Linked DNA regions of Mus musculus: all the other regions are linked to region 1. The links are chromatin contacts, called in public Hi-C and promoter capture Hi-C maps. All regions are on one chromosome and are shown on one strand. Each heading gives the region's core, a stretch centred on a gene start, on an enhancer-like site or on the middle of the called end of the contact. The rest is flanking DNA. Distances are from core to core; before and after follow the strand shown.

What was found. Promoter capture Hi-C pulls out the DNA fragments that hold promoters and counts their contacts. A called contact is a pair of places that touch in the nucleus more often than the background predicts. Capture Hi-C pulls out chosen DNA fragments and counts their contacts.
Region 2: a contact with region 1 is called in a promoter capture Hi-C map of liver, with 2.6 times the contacts expected there. The contact joins the promoter of Rnaseh2b here to the promoter of Mtmr9 in region 1. A contact is called at or near these places in 2 of 39 promoter capture datasets (both in liver), 1 of 484 Hi-C or Micro-C datasets (B cells), 1 of 115 datasets of contacts at active chromatin or transcription factors (acute myeloid leukemia) and 2 of 9 other capture datasets (adipose tissue and liver).
Region 3: a promoter capture Hi-C map of liver shows a contact between it and region 1, with 2.2 times the contacts expected there. The contact joins the promoter of Spryd7 here to the promoter of Mtmr9 in region 1. A contact is called at or near these places in 5 of 39 promoter capture datasets (hippocampal neurons, liver, neutrophils and 1 more).
Region 4: a contact with region 1 is called in a Hi-C map of CD4 T cells, with 9 times the contacts expected there. The contact joins the promoter of Ints9 here to the promoter of Mtmr9 in region 1.

What each region holds. Positions count from the first base shown.
Region 1 is chr14:63,541,797-63,548,152 of GRCm38.p6, reverse strand. It overlaps Mtmr9 (myotubularin related protein 9), which reads left to right and starts at 4,200. Exons shown (of 10, transcript NM_177594.1): 1 at 4,200-4,695; 2 at 5,697-5,805. The coding sequence starts at 4,514.
Region 2 is chr14:62,330,698-62,336,819 of GRCm38.p6, reverse strand. Rnaseh2b (ribonuclease H2, subunit B) reads right to left here and starts at 4,752. Exons shown (of 11, transcript NM_026001.3): 1 at 4,644-4,752. The coding sequence starts at 4,704. It overlaps Gm41173 (a long non-coding RNA gene), which reads left to right and starts at 4,765. Exons shown (of 2, transcript XR_874686.3): 1 at 4,765-4,958.
Region 3 is chr14:61,554,313-61,560,531 of GRCm38.p6, reverse strand. It overlaps Spryd7 (SPRY domain containing 7), which reads left to right and starts at 3,646. Exons shown (of 5, transcript NM_025697.4): 1 at 3,646-4,011. The coding sequence starts at 3,906. It also overlaps the pseudogene Gm4118.
Region 4 is chr14:64,946,462-64,951,964 of GRCm38.p6, reverse strand. Ints9 (integrator complex subunit 9) reads right to left here and starts at 1,672. Exons shown (of 17, transcript NM_153414.5): 1 at 1,598-1,672. The coding sequence starts at 1,606. Hmbox1 (homeobox containing 1) reads left to right here and starts at 2,108. Exons shown (of 10, transcript NM_177338.6): 1 at 2,108-2,388.

The sequences.
Region 1 (6,356 bases), core at 2,951-5,450:
GCCACCAAGCTTGTCCATCTGAGTTTGATCCCACCCAAATAAGAGAAGTAACTCCTATATGTTGTCCTCTGATCTCTACAAGAAGATCTATGTACACACACACGTACACACACCACCACCACCAACAACAACAACAAATGCATTTGAGGATGGAGAAGAGCCCTCCTATACTGCTGGTGGGGATGTAAATTAGTTCAAGTGCAACAGAAAACAGTACGTGGCTCCTCCAAAATCTAACAGTGAGATCATCAAGATGGTTCAGCAGGAAAGGATGGCTGCTGACAAAGCCTGATTACTTAAGTTCAATCACCAGAATCCTCAATGTATGAATTCTCACCTAACCCATGCCTGTGTCATGTCATATAAGACATCAATCTTAAAAGGTAAAATAAAATAATAACTGAAAAGAAAACTAACAATAGAATTACCACAATGACCCAGCTAGACCAGTCTTGACCATCTGCCCATAGGACTTCCAATCAAAATACCACAGAGAGACTTGCACATCAATGTTTATTGTAGACTGTTCACAATAGCTAAGCTATGAATCAGCCACATCTGTCAATAGCTGAATGGATAAAAAAAAAGTGACACTCTCAATGCACTTTTATTCATATGCGCAGAAGAAATTAGTGTTTTCAGGAAAGTAGATGGACTTTGGATCATGTAAAGGGAAACAAATCAGATGCAGAAAGACAACAATCACGTTTTCTTGTTTGTAGTTCTCAGGATGAAATTTTTCTGATTATACACCTGTACCATTTTAATCTTGAGAATAAAGATAATAGTAGTACCTGCAAGGCAATGACGAAGTCCTTTAAAATTTTTTCTTAAAAAAACATTCACTTTATTTGTATGAGTGTTTTAACCTGAATGTATGTAGTACTCTTTGTGCTTGCTTGATGCCTTTGGAGGCCAGAAGATGGCACTGGATTCCCTGCATCTGGACTTAAAGATAGTTTTGAGTTTCCATGTGGGTGCTGGGAAGTGAACCTGGGTCCTCTGAAAGAGCAGTGACTACTCTCAATCTCTGAGGCATCTCCCAGTGCTCCTTAATATTTCAATTCAATTTTATGGTGTGTCCTCTCTCTCTCTCTCTCTCTCTCTCTCTCTCTCTCTCTCTCTCTCTCTCTCTCTGTGTGTGTGTGTGTGTGTGTGTGTGTGTGTGTGTGTGTGTGCAGGTGTATATTACTGTGTGGGCCTGGGAGTTTGAAGGTCAATATCAGGTGCATTTCTTGAGTCCTCTGAACTTTATTTTTGAGTCAGTTTCTCTCATTGGTTGGTCCAGAGTTTACTGTTTCTGCTACAGTGGTTGGCCTGTGAACCCTCAGGATCCTCTTGTCTCTGTCCCCCTTCTCTGGCACTGGGGTTTTAGACTCAGATTTCTTCTTTGTATATGTTCTGGGGTTTTGACCTTAGGTCTTTACACTTGCTCCTTACCCATTGTGGTGGTGGGAATAAGAATGGCCTAATAGGTTCAAATATTTGAAAGCATAGGGATTAGCACTATTTGAAAGGTGTGGCCTTGTTGGAGGAAGTGTGTCACTGGGGATGGGCTTTGGGGTTTCAAATGCTCAAGTCAGACCAGCAGCTCTTTAGAGCTTCCTGCTGCCTAAAGATCCAGATGTAGAACTCTCAGCTCCTTTTCCAGCACTGTCTGCCTGTGTGCTATTATGTTCTGCCATGATGATGATGGACTGAACCACTGAAACCAAAAGACACCCTCAATTAAATGCCTTCCTTTATAAGAGTTGATGTGATCAGACTGAGTTAGAGAACAGACTGAAGGAGCTGAAGGGGTTTGCAACCCATAGGAAAAAGAACATCAACCAACCAGACCCTCAGGGCTCCCAGGGACTAAACCACCAACCAAAGAGTACACCTGGAGGGACCCATGGCTCCAGCTGCATATGTAGCAGAGTATGATGTTGTCGGACATCAATGGGAGAAGAGGCCCGTGGTCTTGTGAAGGCTCGATGCCCCAGTATAGGGGAATGTGAGAGCCGGGAGGTGGGAGTGTGTGGGTGAGCATCCTCATAGAAGCAGGGGAAGGGAGGATAGAATAGAGTGTCTCCGGGGGAGACCTGGAAAGGGGATAACATTTAGAATGTAAATTAAGAAAATATCTAATTAAAAAAAAAAAAAGAGTTGCTGTGGTCATGGTGTCTCTTCACAATAGAATGCTAAGGCACCCATTGAGCTATCTTTATAGTCCTTAAGTAAATCCATTGTACACATTATAAATTTTATTATTTTCTTGGCTTATCAGAATCCCCTGAGGCCCTTATTTCTTGACTGTTTGGACAGTTAATATTTGACTACATCATTGGATTATTTTAATAGAGGCATATCCCATTGACTTTGAATTCTACCGCCACCTACTGCTTATGTGGGGAACTGTTTCTTGCTCTTTACTCAGGCTTTATTCCTAACTACTAAGTTTGGTTTTCTCAGCGCTAGTGAACTTTCTACGCTTTGAACTTCAAATCACTGGTGATTTAATTTCCTAATCGTTTCTGGTACTTCATTATAACAACTCAGAAGATACCTAATTTTTTTCTCTTGGCAAAAAACAAATAAAAGGAAAAAATCCTAATTTATGACTTTATAGAGCATGAAACATTTTAACTTAATGAAATAACGTTTTCATAATTTATTTTCAAGAAAACCAGAAGGGCCACAGAATCCATGGAGACTTTCTATCTTCTAGCATATACTAAATTGGACACTAAGTTCTTCCTTGGATATCTTCCATTCGGGGAGCCTTACCCTTCAAGGCTTTACTTTCATTTTTTTCTCTGTATAACTTTTCATTATTTTTCAGATTAAAAGTTTTCCATTCCACAATTTGTAGTTAATACAATGAGTCAAGTGAGGAAGGAAAGTAAACAAATCCGGTGTGGAAAACACCTCCACATTACTTCACCTCAGTCCATCAGCATCCATTGCTGGTTGTTTTCCTTTTGCAGATAAACTGGATCGCAGGAGTGAGTGATTTAGGAAGGGAAGGTTTTTAGAAAAGACAAGAACAAAATCAAGGACAAACACTGTGCAATCTGGTCAACTTCACTTTGCACACTCTGAAGTCAGCTACCTTGCTGTTCGTAGACACTGACTGGGTGGTGAGAATTTTCACTGCTAACACAGTAAAAGCAGGCCAGGACTCAAACATAATTCTTATTCTGGGATAAAGTAGAGGGATAGAAAGCAAGAAGAGGGAAATTCTATAGGTGGAACAACATTATGAACTAACCAGTACCCCGGAGCTCTTGACTCTAGCTGCATATGTATCAAAAGATGGCCTAGCCGGCCATCACTGGAAAGAGAGGCCCATTGGACTTGCAAACTTTATATGCCCCAGTACAGGGGAATGCCAGGGCCAAAAAGTGGGAGTGGGTGGGTAGGGGAGTGGGGGGGGGTATGGGGGACTTTTGGGATAGCATTGGAAATGTAAATGAGGAAAATACCTAATAAAAAATTAAAAAAAAAAAAAAAGAAGAGGGAAATTACAACAGCAAAACTCTGTCATTGCAGTGTCCGTGAGCAGTTCAGCTAGACTGTACTTAGCCGGGATACTATGAAGTCGTGACCAATATACCAAGGTCTTGATTTCAGGCTTTGCTACAGATTAACTGAACTATCTCTGAAGACACTAGAGTCCTTTCGCAGGGCGAGGATTAGTCAGTTTCTCTTTCCATCCTTTTAGAATATGCTGTTCTTGGTTAAAGTCATGGCGCTCTCAAAGAGTCTAAAGCATAGATTGTCCCATGTCTCTTCCAGACACCAAGATGCTACTTTTCGATCACAACCTCCGCTTCCATCCTACATTTGACATCTCTTCGTGACCAATTCATGAGACAACTACCAGGTAGCGCAAACGAAGAGCCCTTGAGGGACAGCACTCATGTGGAGGCTGGCAGGTCAGCGACGTCTTCTCGTCTCGCCTTTTCCGATAAGGAATATTTGAAGGGCAAGGATTGCGGCGGTAGAAGGTGAAAGAGGTTTTGGTTGGTTTTGTTTTGTTTTGTTTTGTTTTTCCATTGTAGGACCATAAAGTCATTGTTTCTGGCTGTGTTCCACCGGATCTAGCAAAGTACCAACTTCCGGTCCGGTTTCTATGTCTTCCGAGTCTCGAGTCCCTCTAATTGTGCAGGAGTTCCTGCCGGGTGCAACGCTCAGCAGCTACTTCCGCCAGAAGTCCCTGGCTGCTCGGGCTCGGATGCTGCTGCCCCGACGCCGGGTCCGTCTCCTCCGCAGCCCGCCCGTCAGACGCCGGTGGCAGCGGGGAGTGCAGGGCCTGGCGGGAAGCCTTCTCTGCGACCGAGTCCCGGCCAGTGGTGCGGAAGAGACTTGGAGAAGCGGCCAGGGCGGTGCCCGCAGGCCCTGGCGCACCCGCCCAGCCGGGGCGGGGCTCGACCTCCCGGGCCCGCCCAGCCGGGGCTCCGTCCGGGTCTGCGGATTAACCGCCGGGCACCTGCGGGACTGGGCCTCCCGCCCCTAGGCTGCGCCCAATATGGAGTTTGCGGAGCTGATTAAAACCCCACGGGTAGACAATGTGGTGCTGCACCGGCCTTTCTACACCGCCGTGGAAGGGACCCTGTGTCTGACAGGCCACCACCTGATCCTGTCTTCCCGGCAGGACAACACGGAGGAGCTCTGGCTCCTCCATTCAAATATCGACGCCATCGACAAACGGTGAGCGCCCACCACACCCAGGTCCCGGAGGAGCCTGGAACGGAACAGACGCTTTCAGGTGGTTTTTTATGGGTATCCTGGCTCAGCCAGCCAAATGAGCCTTCTGGGGCCTAGATCTATCTGCACTGGCCACCTGGCATCCCCAGGCTAAGGTCTCAGAGTCGTAGTGGTCATTTTGAACAGCATTTGGGCGTATTTTTAAATGTTCTTTGTAAAAAAAAAATTTCTTCCACCACATTTCTTGAATTATTGGTTGTTGTTAATCTGACTTCACGAAGTTATGATTCAATACAATTTAAAGCGACCCCTCCCCCACGATCTCGTTTTTAAATAGGCATGCTCAGCCCTTTGCAGCATAGGCCGGTCTTGAACTTCCAACTCTCCAGCCCCAGCCTCCCAAGTAAGTGCTGGAATTACAGTTGTGTGTGTATGGGCCGCTATGCCTGGCCATAGTATTTAACTGAGTACACTGTCATTTTTTCCATATATATGCATATGCATTTTAGTCTCTCCTTAAAACGTTTTAAAATCGGTAAGGTGCACCCCTGTAATAGCTGATGGGGAGTGCCGATGCAGGTGGATGACAAATTTTACACCCCTGCTCATTTAGGGAAGACTGAGTTTATCATATTGCATCTTACTTATTCTCTGGAATGATCACTTCCCACTGAGGGTAATCATTAGCCCTTAACATTCAGTTTTTCTTGTGAAAAGAAAGGGGCTGGCTCTAAAGGAACATAGGAACTAATTCATCTTTATTTCCCTACTCCATCACTTTAAATTTTTTATTTTTACTTATGTGTGTATGTGTGTATCTGTGTACAAGATACCATCAGCAGACTACTAGACTCCTCAGTTCATCTTTATTGCATAAATGTATTCAATGGTCTCTCATGCCTGCATGATAAAGACTGAATCCCTGGTTCTCTGTGTTCTGGTTCTCACCTACTGTCCTCACTAGTTTTCTTACCATTTTCATGATTTCATGTAATTTCTTACAGATTTGTGGGCTCTCTGGGTACCATCATCATAAAATGTAAAGATTTCCGAATCATTCAGTTGGATATTCCTGGAATGGAGGAGTGTTTAAATATAGCCAGTTCCATTGAGGTAAGTATGCTGCAGGCAAAATTCTGATAGGAAAATGGCGATATTTTGATTTTGTACAGCCCTTGATGCATAAGAATCATTTACTGTGCGAATCTTGCTACTTTCGCTCTGAAGACAGTTTGTGAACTGTTTTTCTGTTTCTGTAGATTTCCTGAAAGAACATCCTATGTGAAATTGTAAGCCAGTAAAACAAATACAGTGTAGCTGATTGTGGCCATGTTACAGTCCTTGGGCATCACAGTGAGCAAGTGTGGTCATCCTGAGTGGAGCAGCTCTGAAACCCTTCAACTCTGAGCAGTGCTCTTATACTGTGATTGTTGCAGTAGTGAGGTCCTGTTAACATGGGGCCTATGGGTGAAGCACCTCACCTCTCACAGTTAGCCTGTAGTGTCTTATAAAAGGAAGATGACATTACCTGCCTTTTATAGGTGTTTTACGATTACATTCGTGGGTTTATGTAGAATGCTTAGTATAATTATTGGCAAATGGTTGCTGTCATTGGAGGACCCTTCTATGGCAACAGCTTTATTTTGAGACTTTGTGGTAGAAAT
Region 2 (6,122 bases), core at 3,503-6,002, 1.2 Mb after region 1:
TGCCCATCCCTTTCAACTTCAGCACAAAGGAAGTTCTAAAAACCTTAAACCTGGATTCCCTGCAGCTCCTGGATTGCTCAACACCTAATTATTTATACAAAACTGGTAATCACACCCACAGCAGTAGAAAAGGTCCCACTAATAGGAAAGGCCCAACGAGAAGGCTTCCGTGGAGAGGTTACCTTGAAGATGGGTTTCAGGAGTTCCACACGCAGAGAAAGCGGAGACAGGATTGCAGATAGATAAAAAGCCACCAGCATTCAGAGAAAGTAAAGGTGGGCGAGTGCACATAACTTGGCCTTGTGGGAAATAAAGTGGAACCTTGAAGCCAGAGTAGAATTGGGCACAAGAGCAAAGACAGTGTTAGGGAAAACAGCGCAAGAAGAAATGGAACTGGGGTGTTCTTTGGCCCTGCTTAAGGTGGACAGAGCGTGGAAGTTAACACGAGCCCACCAGACTGGCTCGCTCTCCCACTGTAGAAATGAGGAAGACAGACTCTGCACGAAGGCAGCAATTTGTCCAAGGACACAGCTGATAAAGCACACAAACCACACAACACACCTTCCAGGTGTCCTTCATTACAGCCAGGCCTCAGACAACACTCACTGAGCAGTTGCTTAACATCCCTGGTAAAGCTCCATGGTGTGACCACCTTTGCTGTCCCCAGGATGCTATTCAAATTCTAAGACCATGGCTTACTTTCCTTTATGAGTTTTTTACTCTGCCCTAGGGGATAAATCTGTGGGAGCCATAAGTTGTTGCTTATTGTTCCACATCTCTTGGAATGATTACTAAGAGGACAAGATTACACCAACAGATTACCCACTGCCAACTGACGGATTCCATCCATCACTCCTGAACGTGCTCCACAGTCAGAAGCAGATCCTACAGCCATCTGAGAAAGGTCAGCGGGGCCCCACCAAGAAACGCTGTATAAAGACAAAGCCAGGTTCACTCGTGTGGAAAATGTTAAATGTGAGCCATGCTGGACAACCCAGAAATGGCCTGCAGGAAATGATGAGCAATCTTCCAAGAAGCTGAGCAGACGTATTCTCAAGGCCACACATGGAGTGGCCAGGTTCTCTACTACCTGCCAAGGCAAGGGCAGCTTTCAACCTACAGGCTTGTTTCTAAACGCAAACATGTGTGCACACAAAGGGAGAAAGGCCCACTTCTATTTCTACCCTGAGTTCATGTGCCAACCCTTGGGGAAGAGGAAAAAGTCATTTGTTTCCTAGGGTCCCTGACAAAGCCTAGAGGAGCCCCTCCTTTGCCCTGTATTTCACACTTTTCTTTCTTTCTTGCCTCCAACCCCCAACAAAGATCGGTTTCTTCGGTTTTACAAAGCCATTAGTCAGAAATAATGCTAACGCAAAGGTCCTCCATCATGAAACAGGAAAACTAGCTTTCCCTTCCATAACTGATTCTTTTTTTTTAAATCTTTTTAATGAAAACATAATTCTAAAATGGGAATTCTTAGAATAGTTTTAATTCTTGCTTTGTTTTGTATTTAGATGTCATTTGTGGTCATCACGATGCCCCAGGCTGAAAAGCTACTGCCCGCGAATGGCTAGGATGGCAGGCAGGGACTCCCCAAAGGCTACCTGTCCTTTATCCTCCAAACAAACTGGCCATTACATCTGGGTTGCCTGTGGAAATGACAAACAAGGAAGCTTCCTTTGGAGCTCTGCAGTACCCAGAGGGAACTCAACAGAACTGAGGACTGGCTCTAAAGCCCAGTTCGATCTGGAAACTTCTTCACTCACGGGTGGGAGGGTGGGGTGGAGGTAGGAGTGGGTGGTGCTGATTAAGGACGTTTTTACTCAAGCTATGTGGGCCTATATACAAGAGTCCTACGTGATTTTCATCTCTCCCCCCCCCCCCGCCCCCAGAACTCTAGGGTTTTCAATGTACACATTTCCTGGGAGGTGAATCCTGTTAACAGTCTTCCCCAACAGCCGCAGGCAGTCTCCTGCCTACTCTAGTGAGCTGATGTGCTCCTGACTAACTCTCACAACTGGCCCAGCTCAGTAGACCAGACAAGTGTACAACAGATTGACAAAAGAAAACCAGTATTAAGAATATGACCTTCTGGAACCTTATAACATGTTCCCAAAGTAACTGGTCTTAGAGTAATTAAACAGCAGTGTAGCATTCCCAATTACATCGGAGGTGCAGTATGCTCATTCCAGATGCAAAGACCCATTCCACCTTGCTGCAACACCCCAGCTTGTCTGTGAAAAGGAAGCTAGCACAGTCCACTCTCTGAGTTCCAGCTTTCCTTTGTCTAGGAGGCTTCAACTTAACAAAACAAAACTGAGAAGTACCCTGTAATCAACTTTAAGATGTAACCTTCGGGACATACCAGAGGCAACTTGAATGTAAATTAAATGTCAAGCCAAGGTTAGCTGCCTGTGCCCTGAATGTATACAAGCTCTGCTCACTTTCAGAACAGTGAACCCTCAAGCAGTCAAGCCTCAGGTGCGGTTACCCAGGACCCCAGCTCCCCAGGCTGGTCCTCGATACAGCAGTTCCGGGGGGTATTAGACCAGCCAGTAACGGTGCTTGAGTCTTTACTAGAAGAGCAAGCATATTTTTGGGTCTTAGCCCAGGACAGACTAGCTCAGAACCTTCACAAATGAAGTCTCACTCCCAGGAGGCCGGTGCCCTTACATTGGAGGGCAGACCCCATAGCTGCTATCAAACGTGTTTGGACCCTTAGAGCCTGCAGGTGGCACTAAAGGCCACCTGGAAGAGCAGAAGTCAGGAAGCCCAAGTTTTAAGTTTTAGAACCCTCAACCACTATCAGCCTAATGAGTAGGTGAGAGAGCACCTTGCCTGAAGGGTAAAAAAAGGTGAGAGGACAGACACCTCAGCTTTGAACAGAAACCAGGTGGCAATGCGTCTCACCCCTCCCTCCCAGTAGATCTACTACACCTTTCTCTTTGAGGGATGCATTCAACATCGAGTCTTTTCAGTTTTGTGCTTGGTACGATTATGACACACTTTAAGAAGGAAATTAATGTCAGTGAAACAGCCAACAAAACAAAACAAAACCCCTCAAATTATTGCAAACTACTATATAGTATTAACATGTTTGATTGCAAAAAGAATGATTAGGGATCCTACTACAAAAATCAAATATACTGATGTAACAGAAGGGTGAAAGGAGGCTCTCCCCTCTCCCAGCTAAACTAAGGTGTTCAGCTAGCCTTCTGATGGCTCACCAACACCAGGAATTCTCACTAGCTGCTTTACCAAGCACTATCAGTGAGGTTACGGCTTAACTGGACTCATCATAGGCAGCTGGAGTCAGGACGAAGCCGTATCAACCACTTCAGAAAACCATTCTGCAGAACTAAAGCTAACCCAACAAGCACCCAAAAGCAGCTTCCACTCCAGGATACAGACACTCCGAAGAAATGAATGCCAATGTCCACCAACAGCCTCAAAAGAATGCTGCCAGAGGTGTAACTCCTACTAGGTGCAAACCAGGAGGAACACCTAATGCCATCCATCCTCCGGAGAGTAGTAGCATTGATATGCATACAGCAAACCAGAAGCAATTTTTAAGAACCAGCCAACAAAACCCATGGAACAGCCATGGATGGATCTGGCAGACGTGGTACGGAGGGAAGGAAGACAGATACAAAAGTCACAGGGGTCCAAGCAGGCAAAACTAATTTGATGACAGAAAGCCTGGGGTTCTCTAGAAGACGGGTGTATGAGCTGCTAGCTGGAAAGCTACTCTTCTTGGTCAGCAGCATACAGGGTTCAGTTGAGTGAGCTGCAAACCCAAAATCCATACACTTGAATGTGTTTAACTTTTTACACAGGAGAGAAGCTGTGTATCCAAAGTAAGTGTCAGGTCGTTACATAAAGATTATAAAAATTATCATCACTGGATATCTATACCCTGGTGAAATATATTTGCTGTAAAAATGCTCTGCATTTGCTAAACTAAAACTCAAAATTAAAGTGACTGGGAAGTTTCCTTCTTCACGCGTATTCTAACATCAAATGTATCATTGTAAAATGACAGAGTGTTTCTGGCTTGCATTCCCTAACCCAAATTTATTTCACTTGCCCTCCTCATATGGCAATGGCTGTCGCATGCCACCACATGCCCTGATAGCTGGTCATCATCTACAGGGACACTGAGTGGCCTGGTTCTGGGATTTTTGACTGTCACCATGTCCTGGAATTGTTTCAAACCACGCTCACATAAACCCCATCCAGGCTCCCTTATGCCTGGCCACCCTTGCCTTTCCAGAGCAGCAGAGCGGCTCAGCATGGGACTACTGCGACCTCTGGTTTGGAGCTGGTAAGATTCTAGACGCTGAGCTACAGAGATCCAGTAACTCCCAGGGGACAGCAGAGTCCCGGGACCCCCGCTGCCCGCCGCAGGCCGAGTGGCTGGACCCGCCCCAGGGAATCCGCGCAAACGCTGCCGTCGCTTCCGGGTTTGGAGTTTTCCCGCGTGTTGTGACACGTGACCAGGATGCTTAGCAAAGCGCGGGGCACCGAATCCGGGTCCGCGCTCGCTAGGACCTTGCGGACCGGTGCTGGCCTGGGAAAAAAAAAAAACCCGCGCTGCCGCTGCCGCCACCAGCGACCTAGGCCCACGCGCCTCCCGCGTTTACCTGGAAGTAGGAACACTAGCTGCCTGGCCGCCAAGTCCCCGCGGTCCCGACCTCCGGCCATGGTCGCGCCCTGCCGGAAGTGGCGCCGAGGGGCCCGCCAACCGGGGCCACCAGCCTGCCTCCATTTCCGGGCCCGCCCGCTCGGCTTCCTTTTTTGAAATCTGCGCGGGCCCTGCTGTCAGTGGAGGGTGTGGAGCTCCTCGTTTTTCTCACTCTCATTCTACGGGCGCTGCTCGTGCGTGTATTTCATACATTGAGGTTCCTAATGCGGGCGAGCAGCCTTCAAATTGGCTGTGGGCCAATTTGATAGTTAAGGTAATTTTTTAAAGATACAACCCAAATTATGCTTATAATTTGGAGTTCAACATACGAATTTGTTATTTAGGATAAATCTTTAGAGTATTAACGAGACTTAGTTTGGGTGTGGTTTGGTTTTGACACAAGGTCCACCACCCAGCGGGGACTGACCTTCAAAGTATGCCGCCCTGGCTGGCTTTGAATACTGGATCAGGAACCTCCCAAGTGCTAGAATGGTTGTGAGCAAAAGTGGTGTCTTGTTGCCTAGGGCTCACCTCGGGGCTATAGAGAAAACAATTAAGCCCTGACTAGGGAGGTGGAGAGGGGATTCTCTCAAAGGGCCAGCTGCCGATCAGGAAGCTTGTTCTGAAGTGTTCTTTCTAGGCAGACTATGCACTTTATGTCTTTTGTTATCCAGTCTAGTGGCACTTTGTATTTTGTTTTTGTAGAGGGAGCAATGTGAGACACAGGCAACATAAATGTGGAGGTCTGAGTTATAAAGGTGGTCAAAGCTTTTGAGAAATTACATAGAGCAACCAGAAGTTGGTCTGGATCTTAAAACATAGGCTGAGATTCCCTCCTGAGGCATGAAGCCCTTAAAAATACCCACCTCTGAACAACAATATGAACTAACCAGTACCCCCAGAGCTCATGTCTCTAGCTGCATATGTAGCAGAAGATGGCCTAGTCGGCCATCATTGGGAAGAGAGGCCCCTTGGTCTTGTAAACTTTATATGCCTCAGTACAGGGGAACACCAGGGCCAAGAAGTGGGAGTGAGTGGGTAGGGGGGGGTGGTATGGGGGACTTTTGGGATAGCACTTGAAATGTAAATGAAGAAAATACCTAATTAAAAAAAATATATATATAATACCCACCTCTGACCAGACCATTGTAAGACCACGAAAAAATAAGGCCACGCAGGGACATTTCGTGATTCTCTCAGACAAAAGCAAGATCAGTGTCATTTGTGCAGCAACTGTCCCAGCACTTGGCCACAGTGAGAACTGCTTTACCCAGTACAGCTCTATTCCTGTGCTAGTCTCCCCTGGCTGTGGATAAGAGTCAGGAAGATGAGTCAGGATACAAAGACAGAAGAGGACTCTGGAGGGAAAGGGGTCCCCCTAGGACTGGCTTTGCGTTTCATGCTGGCTGAGAATTAAGAATTTTGACTCAATTGGACC
Region 3 (6,219 bases), core at 2,397-4,896, 2.0 Mb after region 1:
CCTCCCCCACGCTGGGGCATCAAGCCTCCCTCCCCTCCCATTGATGTCAGAGAAGGCCATCCTCTGCTACATATGTGATAACTATGTGCTACATATGTGTTACACTCAGCCAAGCGTGTTTAAAGCCAGCTGTCAGCCACCCGCTGTACACACCCAGGGACTCACCTGCTCAGAGCTCAGGTCAGGGATGCAGACAGATGTCTCTGCTGCCTGGTAGTCATTCTTTGTTATTGCTTTTGACTTAGATAAACAACTTTCTAACTACTGAGAGCCTTCTTTTGTAGGCTTTATTTGTGACTGTTATTTTAAGTGATGGTGAAAGACTGTCAGAATATCTGCTTTTCAAAAAGAACTGGTAACACCTTTGAAAGTAAAAAAAAAAAAAAAAAAAAAAAAAAAAAATAGAACCCAAATACAAGCAAGCCTATGAGCTCATCAACACTCACCTGCCAAGACTGGGAGGTCTGTTCCAGGAGCAAACCGGTTTTGTTTGCCTCACTCTGCTGAGGGCACCCGAGTTTCGATTAGTAAGGGCAAAGTATGTTGGGCAGTGTCCTAACAAATTACTTTTCCAACCAGGAAAGACTATGGGATTTCTGCCTCTCTACATTAGTGGCCTATTCAGAGCCATTTAACAGTCTTTAATTAAAGATGTGACCAATTATTAAATATCTAACACATTTACTTCTTTTAATAACACTTCTAAGCAACAGGTTTGGTTTATAAAACAATTTTTTGAAACAGTTTATTATGATTATTTTTAAAATGTGAGCCATTAAACCATGTAGAGATAAGTCTGCAGAAACAAAACATACTTTAAACATGAAAAAGTAGAGTGTGTGAGATCTTGATTGTTCCGGCACATCTTCATTACGAGATAGCAGCCAATCCCTCACTTCAGTTAGAGTGAGCCTCCCAAAGCCAGCCTCATTGCAGATCCCAACTTTTTTTTTCATTTTTCGAGGCAGGGTTTCTCTATATAGCCTTGGCTGTCCTGGAACTCACTCTGTAGACCAGGCTGGCTTCGAACTCAGAAATCCGACTGCCTCTGCCTCCCAAGTGCTGGGATTAAAGGTGTGTGCCACCATGCCTGGCTAAGATCCCAACTTCTATGTTATCTTCTGTCATTTGCCCTTCAAAGCTTTCCTTTAGGGTTAAGATGGCTGTATGAATGGCATCTTCCAGTTCTAGGTCTTCATCATATCTTTTCTCAAGGACAGTTTTCCAGTTCACATAGTTCTTTCTCATTGCTGTGGCCTTCCAGGCAAAGCAAGATGGGTCTGACTGAAATAAAGACGGTGGTCTCTCATTCCACCCACAGATAAGTAAAGAAACACTGAATGGACGAACACCACCTGCCTGCATGTACTCCTGCATCACAGGTGCTGCCCTCTGTACCAGCTGGGCTGTGGGAATGGGATCTTGGTAAACAAGTAGTATTGCTGAGCAAGTTTCCGGGCTCTGTGTACAAGTGCTCTGTAATCGGGGCCCATGCCACTATACACCACACCGATGTGTTTGGTTATGGGCTCCACCTTGTGAACACTCCTTTCATCATACAGGATGGATTTCTGCTTTTTTTCTCAGTTGCTAATACTACGCCATTTGCAGCTTTAATTCCCACTGAAGGGGCCCCTCCAGCTACTGCAGCCAAAGCATATTCAATCTGGACAAGCTTGCTAGATGGGCTGAATGTAGTGTAGTCAGCAAGAAGCTGTAACTGCGCTCTGCCATCTTTACCTGGAAAGTCGGACATAAAACAAATTTTATTTACATATGTTATAGCAGATTAGCTAATGTGAAGACTAATGAAACATGCAAAAAAAAATGAAGCACAAATTTGCATTTTTTAACCGAATATTTTTAGAGGGTTGTAACCTTAATTTTAAGTTTAAACTTTAAAATCTGAGATGCTAAAAGATGTGGTGAAGCAAATAAAGGGCTGGAGTTGGACCCCTGGGGTTTGTATCATACTTTGTATATTTTCTACCTTTGTGAAATTGCACAGTCATTTAACCTATTTCTTCATCTATAAAGTAGGGACAGTATTGAGCTTGAAATGTTGCAAAAAGTCTATCGTGTGGTGTGTGTGTGTGTGAGAGAGAGAGAGAGTGAGAGAGAGAGAAAGAGAGGATTATCAAGAGTACTTCAATAGATATAGAGGCAGTGAGGGAGAGGGGATAGTCTGAAATTATTTTAGCAATTACTTTGGGTATTAATTCTGTAATAACTAAGTCTCAAAGTAAAAAAAAGCCTTGGATATCTCCCTTAGTATCATAATATTTATTTATGTATTTGTTTATATTTTATGTGCATTGGTGTTTGAGGATGTCAGATCCCCTGGAACTGGAGTTGCAGACAGTTGTTGTGAGCTGCCATGTGGTTGCTGGGCATTGAACCCAGGACCTCTGGAAGAATAGCCAGTGCTCTTAACTGCTGAGCCATCTCTCCAGCCCTAAAAATATTTTTATAAATAGAAGAAACCAAAGTCTGAAATTTTTCCCTCATCCTATGGCTAAAAATCTCAATAAAGTATATTTACACTCAGGTGACTAAAAGGTTATGTATGGGAAACCATTACTAAAGAATTGGGAATTTTTGTTCAGTTTTCCAGGATTTGATGAAGACCCAGAAAACTTCCAGGGTGGGAATCTTATCTTGGAAGAGAGGTTTGAGCCAGATTCTGTTGGGACACCATGGGGTGTGAGGGATAACGACAGACAGATAACAAGTGACCCCCACTGGGGCCTTCCTTCGATATGGTAATAGGAAGCAGCAGACCCCCGTAAGAGCTGAGTTTCTCTTCACCCTCTCTCAGGGCATTCCCTTCACATTTCTAGGAACCATTGGTGCACCAGAAAGCTGAGTAAGACTGTCTGATCGGAAAGCAAGCCTGAAGACCTGAGTTCGATTCCCGGATCTCCAAGGTAGGGGGAAGAAAACCTATTTCTGAGAGTTGTCTTCAGACCTTGCCGTGGCACGAGAGCGCCTGAACGCACGTCCTGAGCACGAATATACAATAATGACTTTTTAAAAAGTCGTCTTTCGGCCCTGTCCCGACCCCTTCCCGTAGTCCCCTCATAAGGGTGACTGCTTGCAAGTCCTGGGTCCACGCAGCAATCAACCCAATGATAAACGCCGGTGCATGGAAAATGCGAAGAGCCTCGCCGCACACCCAAAGACCGGGTCCTCGGAGTCTGCGTGGCAGGATGCGGAGAGCCGGAGAGTTCCGACGGAAAACTCCCGGGCGTTTTATTAGCTCCATGCCCAAAGGAGGTCTGCCGATCCCTAAAAATCACTGCGGAGCCGCCCCAGGCAGCTACCAGTAGCGCGCCGACACAGCACGGAGCTACTACGGAGGCTGAGGCGGTCAGGGCTGGAGTTCCAGACCCTATAAACAGCACAGAAGGCCCTGTCAAACCAGCAACAACCACAGCCGCAGGGAATCCCGACGACTCTCAGCTCCACCATTCACCTGCCAGCCACAGGGCCTAGGGGAGGACGCCGCAGCACGCCTGCGCACGCCGCCACGCCCACCCCATGTCAGTCAGGCCACTGGCCACGCCCACTTTCAGAAACCCGGACCTTTTCCCCAACTCCGCCCTCTTCCAGGCGTCAGGCCACTGGCCCCGCCCTCTTTCAGTCAGTCAAGCCCGGGCCCCTGCTCGGCTCTCTACAGCGCCCTGCCCACCCGCCACACCCTCTTTGACTTGGGCTGGCCGCTGGCCCCGCCCACCTCCCGACACCGCCCCGCCCCTCCGGGCGGTCCTCGCTCCTTCGCCGGGGGACCTCGCCTCAGTCTCCGCTTCGCCTCCCGGCCCTGGCGTCGCTGTGCGGGCTGCGAGGCTCCCGCGACCCAGAAGCACTCGGGCGCGGGCGGAGCGGTGGGGCTGTGTAGCTACGCCATGGCCGCGTCGGCGTGGTGCTGCCTGCGCTGCTGCAGGGACGGCGGGACTGGCCACATTCCTCTCAAGGAGATGCCGGCCGTACAGTTGGACACGCAGCACATGGGTAAGGGCCTCCCGACTGGACCCAACCGCCCACCGAGGGCCGAGGGAAATGGGGCGGGGACCACGTGACCACGCAGCCCCCTGTGGCCTCTCTGGCCTCGGTCATCGGGCATGGGCTGTGCCAGCCTCCCAGGGCTGAATCTCTCAGAGAGGAGTCAGGTGTTCCCAGGTGAGGAAGCGGGGGCGCTCGCCCGCCCGCCCGCCATCAGTGCCCGGGTGTCGAGTGTCACCTAGTGTTTGCTGAGTCCTGTCTTCAGCACTATCAAATATAGGCTGAAGCTTGTTCTGGGGGAGTAATTTTCCCCTCACTTCCTGAAGCCCAAACAGGGCCGGTTGCAGAAGCCTGGAGTAGAGCCTCAGGTCGTAACAAGCCACTTCCACTAAAATCTCCATTGCTGGACACCTTAGTCACTGTTGGGAACGCTGTAATTTTATCTGACTCTCGCCATCGGGCCAAGCGATTGCAAAATAGAACAGTGCTCCTTCTCATCCATTTTTTTCCAGTTCCCAATGGCTTTATAATTAATTTAATAATAATTTCTCATCCAACATTCCCCCCCCCCTGTAGCATCTTTTTCTACATAGGATTACTTCAGTTCTTAGACCCTTTCCAAGCTTCTGGAATATTATCCAGGCAGATTTCCCAGAATAATTATTTCAGTTAGAGTGCTGTCTTTTTGTGTATTATTACAATAAACTAATGCATTTTTTGATTTCCCCAAATACCTCATTGTCTAAAAGACTGTATTTAAGTAACACAAGCATTCTTAATATCTACAACAAAACTCTTTTCTGCCCAGATAATCTACAAGTCTGGAAACATTGCCCATTATATTTTCTATTGCAGTACTATACGCAGTCGTCGTTTACTATGGTGTACAGTGCCACCACAAATTTACAGTCTCTAGTACAGAATTTCAGTACTAAATACCTTTAAGCCCCTATCCATCACTATAGACAGTGGATGTTCAGATCTTGTACTTTCTCTCAGGAAACATTTCTATTTAATTTATTCACTCAATGAATATGACTTTTAGGTGATAAGATACTGTATTAAGGGCTGAGATAAGACTGCAGGACTGTAGTGACTTTTGAGCCCATGCTGTGCTGTCTATTATGTAGAACAATCCTTATTCCTGGCCTTTTTCTTTTAGGAAGAACTAAGTGACCCATTGTATCTTTGCAGTTTCCCTTTCTCCTGTGCTATCCAGCACCCTCAGGTGCTGAGTGAAGAACCGGGATATGGTCTCTCAATTTCTTCCCTTCCGTGGAACTTTTTTCTTAACCTATTTTACAATAAATTGAAACTACCTTCAAGCTTGATGTGAGAATCACAATAAAAAGGAAGAGAAGTGTTGAGTTAGAAGAATGATTCAAATGCGGATTGGCCTTAACTTGAAAACATGGGAAACATACTGCTTGTGTTCAGCATAAAATTATACAACCTAAGGAATATATTTGGAGCCCGGCGTGGTGGTGTATGCCTTTAATCCCAGCACTCGGGAGGCAGAGGCAGGCAGATTTCTAAGTTCGAGGCTAGCCTGGTCTACAAAGTGAGTTCCAGGACAGCTCCCCCAAAAAAGAATATATTTGGACTTTTTTGTTTGTTTCATACTAGTTTCGTTTTGATTTATTTTGTTGGTTTCTTGGTTGCTGTTTTGTTTTTAAAGGAGAGTAGTCTCTATATTGCTCAGGTTGTCTTCAATTCCTGGCTCAAGCCACCACCACCTCAGCCTTCCACATGTCTACAGGTGTGTACCACAATGCCCTACTTGTTTTCTCACTTTCTTTCCTTTTTTTCTCTTTTTTAAAAAAATACACATTCCATATCTAAACAATGATGTTGCATTACTTAAAACCATTTTGAAGTTTTAAAAATATTTTTCTTTTGATTCATATAATTGTGAATTGGTCTTTTAGGAACAAGTAACTTTCAAGGTAGTTATTTTGAAAGGGATATACCTATCCTGGTTGTGTTTTGTTACTGTTATTTATTTATTTTTGGCAACTTGATGCAAGCTAGAGTACCTGAAAGGCAAGAAGGCCTTCAATTGAGAGAATGCCTCATCCAGGTTGTCTGTTGGTAAGTTTGTAGAGGTTTTTTGTTTGTTTGTTTGTTTGTTTTTGCCTAATGGTTGTTGTGGATGGGCCCAGCTCATGGCAGGTTGTCCCAAGTTGCGTAAGAAAGCAGGTTAAGCAAAGCAGGAGG
Region 4 (5,503 bases), core at 423-2,922, 1.4 Mb before region 1:
AAGACCAAACCCAATGTATTGTGTGCATCCTAGGCAACCATGCTGCCACTGACATAGATCCCTAGTCCCTATAATATACAAAACCCATAGCCAACCTCACATTTTTAAAGCAGTAAACAGAGCTAAAATGTAAGGACCTGAGAAAGTTTATTCAAACCCTTTGGTAGGCACAGCACACAAGTTTAACCTACTGAGAAACTATTTTGATATTCGGATAGTAATTATTGGATTAATTATTGGATCTACACTGTTTGAAAGGGAAGATAATAATTAGAATACTTCTTTTTCTTTTCTTTCTTTTTAATACTTCCTTTTCTTGATTTCTTTTTCTCTCTCTTTTCTTTATCTTTCTTTCTTTCTTTTTTTGAGACAGGATTTCTCAGTATAACTTCCCTGGCTATCCTAGAACTCAGAGGTCTGCCTGCCTCTGCCTCCTGAGTGCTGGAATTAAAGGTGTGCCACATCTGGTTTCTTTTCGCCAGCTTTTGATTCTGAAAGGGAATGGCTAATTTTCCATTTGCTCCTTCCCTGCTTTAACCTCTGTGTATACGTTAAGCAAGAAGATTTTATGAGTAAAGCAAAAAGTACCTAAGTTCTGATACCCTCCCAAAGAAGTTGTTCTGAGAGGCCAGCCTGGGCTACAAAGAGAATTCCAGGACAGCTAGGGCTACACAGAGAAGCTCTATCTCAAAAAAACAGAAGAAGAGAAAAAAAAAAAAAAGTTGTTCTGGAATAAACGTTTCTGCATCGCTTCTCTCTTAAACAGAACATACCAAACACACTTCACTCTATTGAGGATATTTCTCTCCACGTAGCAATTAGGAAGATTCTACAGTAAGTTGGCAGTGAGAATGTAGGGAATAGGAGGGCGACGACAAGCATTTCACACCTGCGTTCAATTTCCTTATTACTCTATTACTTATTCCATTAAGCTTGAATAAAACAACTTGTTAGAACGGTGTGCTCAGAAAAATGGGGCAAAGCAAATATCTGAAAAGGCCACCTGTCAGCTTAGTGTTTTGCCACACAGTTACTTCTTCAGGAGGCATGTTTTATCTAGAGCTGTTTATTTCAAGCAGGCTTTAGACGGGAATCCTTCAAGGGCACCACCCTTTAGCATCTCTTTCTTGTAATTCGAACTGCAGTTAGGAGTAACAGGACATTTAGACCTTCTGTCTGATCGCTCCTACTTTCTGTTCAGATCGGAATCCAGCCTCGCAATATCAGTAGGAGTCCACTCAAGTGCTCATTAAGTGGAAAGTGGTTGATGATCTATTATAGCTCTCAGGTGCAGGCTGAGAAACATGACCAAACCAAAGTTTTGGAGCCTATCTTTAGCCCAAGGGTGAAGAAATGTAACATACAACCTCACGTGCGGCCAAAGGGATCTGCCAAACAGTAATGAAGACCTCCTGACAGATGCAGGAGCTGTGGGATGTGAGCAAGCGGGAATTCAAATCCCAATCGCAAAACCCAGCTCACTTTATAATTTTTAAGTGCTGACCTCCCTCCGTGATAAATCATGGTGGAGGCGACAGACTCCAAAGATATATAGCATTCATTACCTTTGCCCTCTGACTTAGTAGTGGAAACTCACCAGTTTCATATCGGACTTTTGGTTGTTCAGTACCAGTCTCTTCACTTCTAAAGACAGGGAAGGATCTTCCGGTTTAATCTCTATAGCCCAGAGCATCGCGGGACTTGGAGTCTTCACTCCTTAAGCATTTTCCAGAGCCTCACGGGAAATGTAGTTTTACTGCAGGTATCATGGGCACTGTGGGCGTCTTTCCTTTTCCTCCCTTTTCTCTCTAATCACCTCCTTCCGTCCGCTCAAATTCATCGCCGCCGCCAATTCATCCTTCCTTTCCATCCCAGCATGATATCATGTCCCTCATCTGGGTCTAGCATCCATGGTATTCTGGGATGTGTAGTCCGCACGATTTCAGCTCCCAGCTCCCCTCCTCCCTGTGGGAAGGCGTATGGGCGCAGTGCCTGCTGGAAGCTGTAGTTCCCTAGGGCCTCAGACCCTCAACTCTGCACTTTTCCTCTAGGGAACCGGAAACTACAACTCCCAGGGATGCCCAGCGGCAGCAGGTGGGAGCGGGGCTGTTGCTATCAATATGGCGGTTGTCAGCCAGACAAAGACAGTCAGTCTGATGTGATTGAGACAAGGGAGGTTTTCAGGGGGAGACTGGGAGATAGGGGCCTCCCCTCCCCCCTAGGCTCTTCCTGCGCGGGCCTGGAGCCCTCCTCAGCCCCTCCCGCAGGGCGCCCCGCGGTGAAGATCCCCTCCCCCTCCCGCCTTCCTCCTCCCTCCCTCAGCCTTGCACTGGGACGCTGGGGAGGGGGCTGAGCAGGGTGCAGAGAACTCTCAGCTGGATTTCCAAGGTGAGTGGGGTCGTTTGCAAGCTGGACTGCCTCAAGTCTCTTTTCCTCACTTCTCTCATTACTTTAAGGAAAAAAAAATGTCGAGATGTTTGGGGGGGAGAGAAAGTGAGTAGGCGCCACAGATGGGTCTCTGGAGTAGCCAGGTTGAGCATAGGGGAGCAAGTAGGGGTACTTCCGAGGGGGCGGCCGTGCGCGGGCTGTGGGGTGGGGCAGTTTGTGAGGGGCGGGCGTGGAGAGGCGTCGATGGCTTCCCAACTTCTCTCTGGTCTTCAGGACCGGCGGAAGGTTTGAATCCTGGAGTTGGGGGGTCTTCCTGCTTGGGAGTTTGAGAAACTGTAAGGTGGTTTCGAGGTGTGCTGGTTTGTTTGGGGAGTGTCTCGCTGTGTTTTAAACTGTGACGTGTACTTGGGTGCTGCGATCGTCTTGAAGGAATGTCTGTAGATGGTAAGTTAGATGGCTGGAGTCAGAGATAAGCGGCCTGGGCTTGGGAAGCACGCAGGAGTCCCGGGCTGGACTTTTGGTCCAAGGATCTTGTGCAGGGTTTGGGGGGGCTCAGTAACTCGTTAGTGTCTGGGCGCCCAGCTCACACTCGGTGCCCTACTCTGGGCCAGTCTCCACCCCAAACTCCCGGCAGGACTATATAGATGATGTGATGTGGAGATGCATCTTTGCCTCAAGTCGGCAGCTAAAGGTGGGAAAGGAAAAGTGTCTCTTAGTATTTTATTCCGGAACCGTGTTTGGGTTACACTATTGGGGCTACTTTGAAAGGAGTCCTCCACCCACCTTCACCCCGAAACAGTAAGTAGAGGTATCTTGTCATCTTCATGCTCAGTAGCTTGCCAGTTATTTAAAATTCGGGAACGTGGGGCTGGGAATCTCGAGTGCTAAATGCCATCCGCATCGCTGTCTTCTAATGAGACAGAACGTCTGCTCTGTATCCTGAGGTAGATAAGGCGACTTATTTTCGTAGTTGAAAAAACTGTTGGAAATTTTTTGCGGAGAAGAGGGTTGACTGTGCGCTGAAAGGCGCTGTGGTCTTTTTTTGTTTTTTGTTTTTTGTTTTTTGTTGTTTGTTTTGTTTTTTCTTCTACCCCACCCTGTTCTGTGTCACAAATGCTTGAAAACTGGTATGGAAGAGTGAGGAAGCATTGGGTGAGTGAAGCAAAGAATGCACTTAGCAGTAAAGATACACGCTTCGTAAAGTTGAATGATAAAAGTGATTGCTATTTTTATTTTTGTCTGAAGCTTAAAAAAACCCTCGTCTGTTATATAGGGTATAGTCACGTGCCCCTTTTTCTGGGGACCTGCAGATAATAGAAATCTTTGCCTTCTCTTTCCTATCTTTCCTTAGCTTCCTCTCTCCCCCACCCCCTTCCTTCCTTCCTTCCTTCCTTCCTTCCTTCCTTCCTTGGCACAGAACATTTCTCTTCCCGATGGACATAATACCTCCTGTACTTTTTTGCTTAGTTTGTGCTAATATGGGCTGTGCTTTTTGTGGTTTCACTATAAAATGCATCGTTAAGTGAAAAGGACCCGAATTTGTTGTTATTTTGCATTTATGCCACAAGTCATTATCACATCAGGTTTGCAGTGCTTTGCATTAAACTTATTAAAATTGCACGGCTAAGTTGCTGGATCTGGTTGTATTATGCTTATAAGTCAAGTTTGGGAAATTTTATTTTATTTTTCCATTTTCAATTAGGGTTGGAATGAAACATCTCTTGTTTCTCACAGTCTTGAATATTTAATGACATTACACCAGGAGAATTTAAGATCATACATTTTGTACTCCCTCAGTCCAAAATACATCTTCTTCAATCACTCTCTGTGATAATTTTGTGATATCATAGACTTTTAAATCACTAAAAGAATAATTGGCATTATTTCTATTTTGACTTGAGAATTTCATGTATTATGTGTTTGGTCAAGAATGTGTTAGTTCTTGAGTTCTTCTGTTAGCTATGGGCTTTTAGATTCCATAGCATCACACTGGGATTTATGGTAGTTTTAGTCTTTGATTTGAAATTTCTGCTGTTGATCATTCCCACAGATAAGGGGACTGTGTTTGCATGAAGTTGAGTGTTAAGTATGTGAATGGACCTAAATATAATTTTGTACACAGTGTGCTGTTCCAAGCTGAGCCTATGGTTTGTTGAAGACCAGGATTTTCAGAATTACTTGTTTGAGGCTTTATCTTAACCTGAAACATTATTTTTCAAAAACTGGAAGAAAATTCCATGTAACAACAAAATAGTTGTTTACTTGTAGTTTTCCAAAATGTATTCTAGTAGATATTGAATTTTTACATGTTTAATAATCATTTTAGATATGACAAACTAAAATGTTCCAACCTAGAAAAATGAGTGTTTTTCATCTACCCTTACCTTGAATCTTCTTCTTGTTTATTTTCATCAATGGAATTGTGAAGTTATTTATGGGAAAAACATTCGTTAAACTTTTTCTGACTAGTAGTCTGGAAATAATGGCTCCATGTACACTGAATCTTCCTTATATTCACTGGGCTGATTCTGTTGCATTTTGAGTACTGGGGCATTAAAATGATGTAAAGCCTTTACTGCAGACTAAAGCATAAAACACTCTCAGCATGTGGAAGTCATATGGTTTATGAAAAAACGGAGAGAATGGGGGCAGTGGTGCCTGTCCAGCCTAAAATTTCATCCTGTAACTGTAAAGACATATTTATTTTAATCTGATCATTTCTGAAAAAAAAAATATCCGGCCTTTACATTATAGGGAGTTGAAAATGCAAGTTGTTTTTAGCCAGTCTGCTGTTAGTTCTGTGCAAAGCGTACATACACGCAAAACTGTTTAGTTGCAAAAGTGCATCAAGGAAAGGAATCCTTAGTAATGTGTTGAATGCCTTTCCAGAGGGCTTCATCTGCACAGCTGGGTGTATTTCATCTTCTAGCCCAAGTGGAAACTTAATATCTTTGTTTTTCTAAGTTAAAACACACATTGTAACAAAGATCTCATTCTTCTATTCCTGCAATTTTATACTAAGTGTTGATGAGTATTCTTACTTGCTTCATTGTATCTTGTATATTAGATTGTTCTTTTTAAGTCTCCTATGTGTCCTGTTAGTTCTGGCTCTAGT